2 separate regions of the Macaca mulatta genome follow, and region 1 is linked to region 2. The links are chromatin contacts, called in public Hi-C maps. All regions are on one chromosome and are shown on one strand. Each heading gives the region's core, a stretch centred on a gene start, on an enhancer-like site or on the middle of the called end of the contact. The rest is flanking DNA. Distances are from core to core; before and after follow the strand shown.

Region 1 (5,392 bases), core at 333-2,832, 320 kb before region 2:
TTAGAGTTTCCATCTAGCAAAGAAAATAAATATCAAGTAAATAATTATAATTATGATAAATTCTACAAAGAAAATTACAGGGCACAATGAAAGCATTTATCTAGAAGGCCTAAACTATTCAGTGAGGGTCAGGAAAGGCTTCTCTGAGAGTGAGTTTAAGCTGAAAGGCAAAAGAAGAGATTAGTAGGATTAAGGTATGCTAGAGAAATATCTCAGGCAGAATGTGCTAAGTTGGTAAAGTGATAAAAATCTTTATGGAAGTGGAAACAAACTTGTATGATCATAGCATAAGGAATCCAGGGTAGGTGAGAGAATCAATATAGGGGCCAGATCCCCATAAGAACGATATATAAACCATGATGCTGATATTGAACTTTATAATAAAGTTGATTTTCAAGAAAGGAGTTAAATGATCCGATTTGGGTTTTTAGAACATCATTTTTGTTGCTCTATGGAGACTGGAGGGCAAAAGAGAATGTAAGAAGAATAGGAGGTTATTGTCAAGAGAGAGATGATCATGGCTTGCACTAGGGTACGAACATAGATAGGTGACTAGTTTTCAAAGATAGGAGGTAGAATCAACAGAACTCTGATTAGATTTGTGACATGCAAGCAGCAATTAAAAACCAGGCTAAAATTTTCTGAAAATTTGGCTATGAAAGGGAGTAGAGGAAAAACAGGGTGGTAGCTGAAAGAGGATGTGATTTCTAAAGAAGCTTTTCTTTTGAGCATCTCGCTCTGTCACTCAAGCTGGAGTTCAGTGGGGCGATCACCACTCAATGCAGCCTCAAACCCTGGGCTGAAGGGATCCTCATGCCTCAGCTTCCGGAGTACCTGGCGCACGCCACGTAAGGCTAATTCTTTATTGTTGTTATTATTATTAGTAGTAGTAGTAGTAGTAGAGATGGGGTTCTATCTTGCCAGGCTGGTGTGGAACTCCTGGGCTCAAAGGATCGTCCCGCCTCGGACTCCCAAAGTGCTGGGATTACAGGCGTCAGTCACCGCACCCGGCAAGGCTTTTTTTTTTTTTTTTTTTTTTTTTTCCAATTATTATTTATTATATGAGACCTTACTAATTTTTAAAAATTCTGATGTAAAAGGGAACATAGAAAGTACCCGTAATCCCGTGTCTGCATGTTAAAAGTAGACGCTTGAAGTGCTCCAGAAAACCCATGGCTCCTCCCCATTCAATCTAGATAAGGCCTTGAGTAAAGAGCACCCATGGGGAAGTCACAAGAACCTAGGAAACAAGTCAGAAACCTGTGGACCTGATACTTCCAATCACAGGCAATCTGTTGCTTGCTCTTCAGCTCATCACACCATCCCCTCAAATTACTTCATCTACAAGAAAAGGTTTTAAGATAACGGACCCTGAAAAACTAATGACATTTATACACCCTCTCTGCACAAGAATGTCTTGTAACACATAACCTTGCTTGCATTTTCTGGGGTCCTCAGGGTCCAGCGATCTCGTACAAATCCTCTACCCCACAGCTGACGTCCCTCGGCCCGTGACACAAGGCGCAGGCGCAAGACGCGGCCCGCGGTGGGCGGGGGAGGGGCGGGGCGCGTCGGGCGGCCGCGCCCTCGAAGCTTCCGCCAGGCCCTTCCGGAAATCCAGTATCGTGGGGCGACGGCGTAGAAAGTGCTTCCCGGAGCGCCGAAGAGGTCATCAATCATGTGACGGTGGCTTGAGGAGGAACCTGTCTTTAAAGCTGTCCCTGAAGTGACAACGGAGAGAACCAGGCAACCCAGAAACCCCAGGTAACTGGCGCTACTTTGCCTGGTTTGAGGCCTAGTCCCGGAGGTGGCGCGGGTGGTGAGACTAAACAGAAGGAGAGGGCCCCCTCTTCTTTTGTTTGGGCCTAGCTCTTTGGGGTGGAGGGGCAGGGATGGGGTGGGCTGAGGCAAGGCGTGCCAGCTGAGTACCCGTGGGGGTGTTGGGGCACTCCGACTCCCACTGGGCTCGCTGGGCCAAGCCCTAGAACCGCGGGGGTTTTGCCGGGTTCTGACCAGGGCTGATCTTGCTTATTAAGTTGGGGGTGGGGAGGACGAGGAAGCCAAAGAGGTAAGAGTCACCGGGAGTTTCTCTTCCAGGCGTGGAGATTGATCCTGCGAGAGAAAGGGGTTCATCATGGCGGATGTGAGTGACACCCCCACATAAGAGGAAGGGAGAGTGGGGAATTTGGAGGGGAATACTGAGCGGGGAGAGGTAGAAGATCCTCCCATCCCCACCCATCCCAGTTAATTATTTTCTCTTGTATGTGAAATGGGAGACTAATATGAATGAATTTGCAGGATCCTGAGTTTCTGCCTCGAATGGGGGTGGAGGACACTAAGGTGCTTGAGACTGAGAAAATTATATTCTCCCTCCTCACCAATCCAGCTGGGGTATAAGAGAGGCTCTGTGTATTTACCATTTGAAATTCTGAATGATGGTTCGCTGCTTTTCCTGTCAGAATTTGGTCAGTAGGACATGTACCCAGAATACTTTTTTCCAGTAAGTGGTAACAATATCTTATTAGGTTTATTGTGGCAATTTACGATGATTTCTAACCCATGCCTCTTTAGAAACATAACATGAAATAAAATGAGGGGTGTGTGTGTGTGTGTAGGATGAGAGCAAAAATAAGCCAATAGTCATAACATGAAATAAAATGATCATTCGGGTTTGGAGAATAGTAAGTGTTGGAGGCTCAAAACAACAGATACCTGATTAATCCATGCGAGGTCAAAATTGATACCTCAAGTGTCAGTGAAATTCCTGGGATGAGAGAGTGTAATGAGACAAAATAAGATAATCTTCTGGCCGGTGAGGTGGCTTCGTCTGTAATCTCAGCATTTTGGGATGCCGAGATGGAAGGATCACTTGAGGCTGGGAGTTCAAGATCAGCCTGGGCAACGTAGCAAGACCCCGTTATACAAAAAGAAATTTAAAAACCAGGCGCATTGATAACCCTGTAGTCCCAGCTATGCTGGAAGTGAGGCGGAAGGATTGCTTGAGCCCAGAACTTGGAAGTTGCAGTGAGCCCCAGCTTAGAAAAATAAAATAGTCTTATATTTCTTTAGTCTTAACTGTGTTTAGTGTTAAACACTTGACACACTTCGCCATTTATCTTATATTCTGTAAGTCTGGGCTGGGCGTGGTGGCTCACGTCTGTAATCCCAGCACTGTGGGAAGCCAAGGCGGGTGGATCACCTGAGGTCAGGAGTTCGAGACCAGCCTGGCCTACATGGTGAAACCATATCTCTACTAAAAATACAAAAAAATAAGCTGGGACGTGGTGGTGGGTGCTTATAATGCCAGTTACTCGGAGGTTGAGGCAGGAGAATCGCTTGAACCTGGGAAGCAGAGGTTGCAGTGAGCCGAGATTGCGCCATTGCACTCCAGCCTGGACAGCAAGAGCAAAACTCCCTCTCAAAAACAAAAAAAAAGACTGTTGCCTCACATAGTCATATATAATTTATTTTAGGTCCTTAAACAGAATATTTTAATAATTATGTTATAATAATATGCCTTACACTGTTTCATTATTTGTTGAGTAGGTGAGTTCAACAAATAATGAAACAATGGAAGGCATATTTTTATAATGTGAGACAGCAGTCTTACAGAAGTCATATCACCTTACCCAAGACCATTAAAATGATGGTGGAAAGTCTATCTTTGAACCTGGAAAGGTGTTTATAATGTCTTCTCAAGTGAACACAATAGCAACAGGATATAAAACACTAGTATGAATATTATGATATATTTTTATGGCTAAAATGTATTTGTGTTTCCCATTTCTAGGTATGCTAATCCATGCAACTTCTCAAAAAACTTTAACAGCACTCTTATGATGTAGGTTCTATATTAGCCCTATTCAACAAATAATGAAATAGGCTTAGGGAAAAAAGGTTAGTTAACTTACTCCAAGTTGCATGACTAGTAAACATCCAAATCAGACAGAGAAAGATAAAACACAGCAAGAAAGGTTATGAATGATAACTGAACGTCCCTAAAATTTGGATAGGACAGGATCTAGAAAACAGTGGAAGGCCTATTATTATAACATGATTTTTTAATATTCTCTTTCAGGACCTAAAGCGATTCTTGTATAAAAAGTTACCAAGGTAAGAAATTTTTAATTTGTTACTGAATAAATTCTATATGCCATATGTTAATTTTATGAAGTATTTTGTCTGTGTATTTTCAATGTTTTGAAGTATCTCTGAGATTTCCTTTAATATGAATATTTTTTGCCAGCATCATGTCCTCTGGAAAATTTTCGTCACAACCGCTTTCCTCATTTATGTCAATAAGTTTGCCTTCACTGAGTTCTCTGTGTATCTAGAGGGATAGTGTCAGCATTCCCTTGGTCACCTGTTTCTTCTATAACTCTTTATTTGAAATTCACTTCCAGCATTATTACTTTTCATTTCTTTGCTGTATTTCATCTTTGTCGGCCAGTTTCCTCTTTTTATTATCTCTTTTTCTAAATGTCACATACTTTATCATTGGGAGACAAGGAGGTACAAAACTACATGCTTTGCTATCTCTGCACGAACTGCATAACAGATGCACAGTGACCAACCATCAACATACTTTGAAAGAAATGATGTGGCTGGTTACTGATGACAGTGTGCATCTCTTAGTTGCGTAATTATTTATGTTATGATTTGTAGACTAAAGAATTAGAAAAGTTTATACTACTTTATGCAGTTATTCAGGTATTATGCCATGCAAACTAAAATGTGCATATTGGGACTGTGCAAAATGAGGACTTTCTGTATTTTTCTGTAGTTACCTTAGCATAAAGGGTGCTCAAATTGGAATGCAGAGATACCCCACTACACTGGCGATATGACGAAATAGTTAATAGTGCAGTTAATTCACTTAGAAGTCTTAGTGATTTACAATCCTCTTTTGAGTGTTAGCATCTCTTATTGAAGAAACAGCAAAATTACATTCAATGTTCTTAAGTTATAAACCCACCAGAAAGATACCCATTATTCATCTGGAGATCTAATAAAGCAATAATTGATTCTAATTACATCATCTGTGATTATAAGTATCAGAAATGTTTCAGACAATGGTGATCTCATTTTAACTATTAAGTGTACTCTGAAAGTCATAATAGTGTGTGACACTGGGTATGGTGAAGCTGTCTGTATAAAGGAATTAGAGAATAATACCAGAAGTATTTATTATATTACTGAGTAGTTCTAATGTTGATCAGAAATAGTTGGAAAGTATATGCTTGCTCCTTCTTTGAATTCGGATGTCTTTTATCTTTTAACGAAAGGGGAAATACCAGGTTGTCGTGCTTATCCAAGAAATAAATTCAGTTAAAGGATATTTGTTAAAAGCTTTATGAAAGTCTTTCATAATGGCAGGAAAGGTATTAGTACT
Region 2 (5,578 bases), core at 797-3,296:
TTCTACTCAGATGTCCTGCAGACTCCCCAGAATCTACATATTTTAAAACAAAACTATTTTTTCAAAACCTATTTTTCTTCCAGTATTCCCTAAATGACCTCGGTAATGTTACTGCATTGCTACAGTTGTCCAAGTCAGAGAAGCCCTTAGGGTTTTTATCTCCTCCTTCTTCCTCATTCTATCCACAGCTTTTCAGTCATGTGCAAAACTATGACACGCTTCTTTGCTTTCACTGTTCCCAAATCTTAAACTTCTTTACTGTTCTGACACCTGTACAACTCCTACTTACTTTCCAAGATGAAACAAAATTATTTAATCTCCAAAACTATGTTTTGCCTCAAGGAGCATTTAGTTGCTTCTTTCAAAGTACAAGCATCTCAAGTACATGTTGTATTTATTCACTGCTGGCTCCCCTATTAGATTAAGGATTCCTTAAGGACATCCTTAAGGATGACAGTCATTTCTGTATCACCAGTACTAACACAAAAAGTATAGAACTCGATACATGTGTCAAATAAATAAACACATAAATTTTACAAATCAATGAAAATATTGTTTCATATGATTTCACCTTCTTAAACTTTCCATGTTTCAATTTTTTTAAATTGACTTTTTTGCTGGTGCTTTTTTGGTGCTTACTTTGGATTAATACTAGAATCATTTTAAATTTTGCACCAAGTGACTACAAAGTTAGATGTCCATGTCAAAAGAAAATTTATTGACTTCATTATTAGAATATGAAGTGTTTTTGTTTTTTTGGTTTTTTTGTTTGTTTTTTTGCTTTAAAACTTTGCTTAAAATATCTAAGGATGCCAGGTATTAACTCTGAAAAAAATGTATAATTATTTATAAAACAGATCCCATAGAAGCAACTGAACAGCTGTGGAAAGATTTGGCACATTACTTTGCCAGCCTGAATTTAATGACCTACATGTGAAGGGCTACATATCCAATTACTAATCCTCCCTGAGCTACTCTTTGCCCTGATATGGAGGCAGCTGAAAAAAGATGCCCTACTAACAGATCAGAAGTGGATCCAGACTTTTTTGCTAGTGCTTAGTTAACAAAGATCTTTTAGGTTTGAGATGAGGAAGAAACAGAAGAGGCACTCACAACAGTGTTATAGCTGACATAGTGTTTCAAGTAAAATTTAAGGGCTTATGGCAAGACTGTAGTTTTGTAACTAAAGTCAAAGAAATTTCGGCTCTTTTAGAGAACCTCAAATTCTGGATTTAATTTTCTATTCATTGAAGCTTTTAAACATGTTCAAATACCTTCAAGCATCAAGGATAATTTACTTCAAAATTATTTCTATATGAGAAGCCAGTCTTCTATTCAAAGATGCAAACCTCATTCTTATCTTCAAATTCTGCAATAATCACCTATTAGAAGTAGAGGGGAAAAAACTAAATAGAAAACGACAATCTATGGGATTGTGTTTCATTTCTCTCTCAGTTGACATGGTCTATATATAGCAAAAAGATTATATAAGGTCAAGTATTATAAACAATGAAATGTCATCTGATGTTCTGCAAAACAGCATAGGAAAAATAGCTCAAGGAATGAATAAAGAGTAAAGTTATGACTGTTTTACTTCAGCCATAAAAAAGCCTTACAGATTCTAAATTTAAATGCATTTTATTGTGAATCTGACTCACTTTTCGAATTTAATTTTCTACTTGAGCTATGTAAAATCATGTGATATGGTAATTTGCTGTATAAATTAAAAATAATATAGGCAAGAGATGCGTTTCATTTTGAACACAGACAAATTACAAGCCTTTCTTCGTTATTTTGCGTTTTTAACGGTGGGACTATCTTAATTCCTCCATCCAATACTCACAAGAATATATGAATGAATAAATACATGTCTGCAGGTACACACTTACTTCTTGAACGTGAAAAAACAGACATCACTGTAACTACCTCTCGCTCCCAAAACCCTAACTCCACACCCCGCCCCGCATAAACCCCTCCCCTTTCTCCCATTGCGGGTTCTAAATTGGCGCAGTTCGATGACGTAAGACGCAGCCGCCGTAGCCTCCACTGTGTAACTACCGCCCCTGCCTCTGGGAATTGAAGTTTCTGTGGAAGGAAGCGTGAGCGGTAACCAGGCCAACCTAGAAAGGCTTTCTTTCTGAGATTTCACTTCCCTATCAACTCCTCATCTCGGTAAGTGTCCTGCACTGGCTGGCGCTCCCCCGCACTATGATATTATTTGGGCGCATAGGGGTGCGTGCCATGCAGCCCCCGACTACCAACAAGGGCTTCCGGGGTAGAGGGGAGCAGTGGTGTGGAAGTGGTCCTGCTGCGCTGTTGCCGAAGGAAATGACGTCATTGATAGGCGCCTCCCGCGGCCTACCCAGCTGCTTCCTGGTTCGCCAGCAGCAGCTTAATCCCGCCTCTGAAATGCGTTCGCTGGCTGGGAGCGTAGAAGGGAGAGTGGGCGAGGCTCCGCCCCTGTGGTTGTGCGCTCTTCGTCGGCGTGTGTTTTGGGGTTGCCATCGGCCCGTAGTATGTTAAAAGTGAGTTTGCAAAGAATGAGAGGGAAATCTGTACTCTAAAGGGCCGGAAAGCGTGTTACGACCCTGCCACTTCGTGGCCAGAGACCGTGGGCGTTACCTCTTTAAAGGTGCCTTACCTCATTTTTCCTGCGAAGGGCTGACGTGACTGAACCCTCTGAAATGTAGAAAGCCCGAGGGGAAATTGCTGCAGGTGCTGTGAGCTGAGGACGGTTTTAAAAAGATCGAAGTGTTACTTGATTTCACTGAACTACTTTAAATTTTGGGAATTTTTCTAGAGATATAAAGAGGATGGCGACACATTACTTGTCACTTTATGAATCTCCTCTGCCCCTTGCATTCCCAACCCTCTGCTCAAAAGGCTTGACAACTGAAGTGAACAAAGGGCTTTTCGCTGCTCCACGTTTAGCCAGCGTGTCTTTAAAAAGGGCATTCCTGACCAGGCGCGGTGACTCACGCCTGTAATCCCCGCACTTTGGGAGGGTAAGGCGTGTTGTAGATCACCTGAGGTCAGGAGTTCGGGACCAGCCTGACCAACATGGTGAAACCCCGTCTCTACTAAAAATACAAAATTAGCCGGGCGTGGTGGCGCATGCCAGTAATCCCGGCTAAGGAATCTGAGGCAGGAAAACTGCTTGAACCCGGAAGGCAGAGGTTGCAATGAGCCGAGATTTTGCCACTGCACTCCAGCCTGGGCGACCTAGCGAGACTGGGTCTCAAAAAAAAAAAAAAAGAAAAAAAAAAAAAAGGACATTCTTTTGCTATTGCTGTCAAGTCATTAATTCTAATCTGCATTATTCCCACATTCGTTGAGATTTTTCTGAAAGGGAGACTGTCATAAATTACGACGAATATTTATTTTATCCCAATCCATAAATTAATGCCGTTTTAAAAAACTTTTTTATTTCTTTTGGTGCTCATTGATTTAGGATGTATCCTCCTTGCCTTAAGCTGTGCTAAGATATGTAAATACAATGTAAGATAGTTTGTAAGCCCACCTGATAACCTATATCTGCAAATGAACCCTACAGATTTTTAAAATTTTATGCAAAAGTAAAATTTCACACACACACACACACACACACACACACACACACACACACACACACACACACATAGGAGGCGAAGTCTTGCTCTGTTGCCCTAGCTGGAGTGCAGTGATGCGATCTTGGCTCACTGAAACCTCTGCCTCCCAGGTTCAAGGGATTCTTCTGCCTCAGCCTCCCGAGTAGCTGGGATTAGACAGGCGTCCACCACCACGCTTGGCTAATTTTTGTATTTTTAGTAGAGACGAGATTTTGCCATGTTGGTTTCGAACTCCTGACCTCAGGTGATCCGCCCACCTCGACCTCCCAAAGTGTTGGGATTACACGCATGAGCCACTGCGCCCGACCTCACACAAATATTTTTATAGTTACTGTAAAATACATTCTTGAACATTTGTTGAACTTGGTTGAATGAATGAAAATGTACGATGAGCATCACTGCATGTGAGAAAGGAATGAACAACTGCCACAGAATTTTATAAATTATTGCCCAAACTAAAACGATTAGAAAGCAAGTATACCTAATAAAATGCTATGTTTTGCTTAACATTCAATCTGAACACGCTGGTACATAGTGCAGTGTAGATATACATTATACTTATTGTATAGTGTAGACAGTGCGAGTTGGTAGATATCTTTGTAAAGTATACTATAAGGAATAATTTATAAGATATCAAGCTGGCATCATTTTTGTTGCATTCCATTTGTCTCAGTGCACCTGGCTTGTTTAAAGCCTAAAAACTTCACTTAGTACAGTGTGTTTTCTTAATTAGGAATAGTTTTTAAAAAGATGATGGTGATGATGATGGTGATGATGAAGATGAGGATGTTGACCAGCTCATCACCTTTCCTTGTATTTGGGAGACTGAAACATTGCTGTACTATGACAGGTCAAATTAAATTTAACTGCAGACTTCTTGGATAGGAAAAGCAAATGCTCCCCCTGGTGTACATAAACTGTAAAACATTAATTGCTTTTTAAAAAGTCTTCACGTAAGCCAGGCCTGGTGATTTTTGTCTGTAATCCCAGCACTTCAGGAGGCCGAGGCGGGCGGATCACGAGGTCAGGAGTTCGAGACCAGCCTGACCAACGTGGTTAAACCCCCTTCTCTACTAAAAATACAAAAATTAGCCAGGCATGGTGGTGCGCGCCTGGAATCCCAGCTACGCAGAAGGCTGAGGCAGTGGAATCGCCTGAACCCGGGAGGCGGAAGTTGCAGTGAGCCGAGATCAGGCCACTGCACTCCAGGGTCAGGAGTTCGAGACCAGCCTGACCAACGTGGTGAAACCCCTTCTGTACTAAAAATACAAAAATTAGTCACGCATGGTGGCGCGCCCTTGGAATCCCAGCTAGTCAGAAGGCTGAGGCGGTGGAATCGCCTGAACCCGGGAGGCGGAAGTTGCAGTGAGCCGAGATAGGGCCACTGCACTCCAGCCTGGGCCACAGAGCGAGACTCTGTCTCAAAAAAAAAAAAAAAAAAAAAAAAAAATCTTCACATAGAAGTAATCAACATGTGCAGTTTTTGAATAAAATAGAGAACTGAAAATAATGCCACTGATAAACAGAAATGTGCTCTCTTGGAATATTATTATTTCATGAAGAGAGCAGTTTGTTTTCTGTGAATTTTAATTGTGCTTTTAAGTTTCCTCCACCCGGTATTGTTTTGGATACCTGCATTGCTGAATTTTATTTAATGTATTGTGTATTGAAAGAAAGGAAAATAAAAGTGATCCAGGGAATCAAAATATATATTTAAAAAATTTTTTTCCATGTAGTCTTTTTAGGCTTATTCAGTTTCCCTACCTCCAGTTTCTTAAATTGAGTGCTTACCTTACTTTCTAGCTTAAAAAAAAAAAAAAAAAAAGTGCATTCAAGGCTATATGTTTATCTCTAATTACCTTGTTTTCCTTTATCTCTCTCATTCTGTTATCCAAGTCTTTACTGCTCCTCCATATTGTTTTTCTGTTCGATTTTTGTCTGCATCCTGAGTCAGATTGTCAGGATGTCTT

Evidence for each region. A called contact is a pair of places that touch in the nucleus more often than the background predicts.
Region 1: a contact with region 2 is called in a Hi-C map of fetal cortical plate, with 3 times the contacts expected there. The contact joins the promoter of LAMTOR3 here to the promoter of TRMT10A in region 2. A contact is called at or near these places in 3 of 14 Hi-C or Micro-C datasets (CD4 T cells, fetal cortex germinal zone and fetal cortical plate).

What each region holds. Positions count from the first base shown.
Region 1 is chr5:109,209,575-109,214,966 of T2T-MMU8v2.0, reverse strand. LAMTOR3 (late endosomal/lysosomal adaptor, MAPK and MTOR activator 3) reads left to right here and starts at 1,582. Exons shown (of 7, transcript NM_001257535.1): 1 at 1,582-1,764; 2 at 2,098-2,143; 3 at 4,079-4,113. The coding sequence starts at 2,135. It overlaps LOC144340815, which reads right to left and starts at 1,680. Exons shown (of 4, transcript XM_078002026.1): 1 at 1,432-1,680. The coding sequence starts at 1,680.
Region 2 is chr5:108,892,329-108,897,906 of T2T-MMU8v2.0, reverse strand. TRMT10A (tRNA methyltransferase 10A) reads left to right here and starts at 2,046. Exons shown (of 8, transcript XM_015138874.3): 1 at 2,046-2,172. It overlaps MIR7190 (microRNA mir-7190), which reads left to right and starts at 2,417; the gene lies at 2,417-2,488.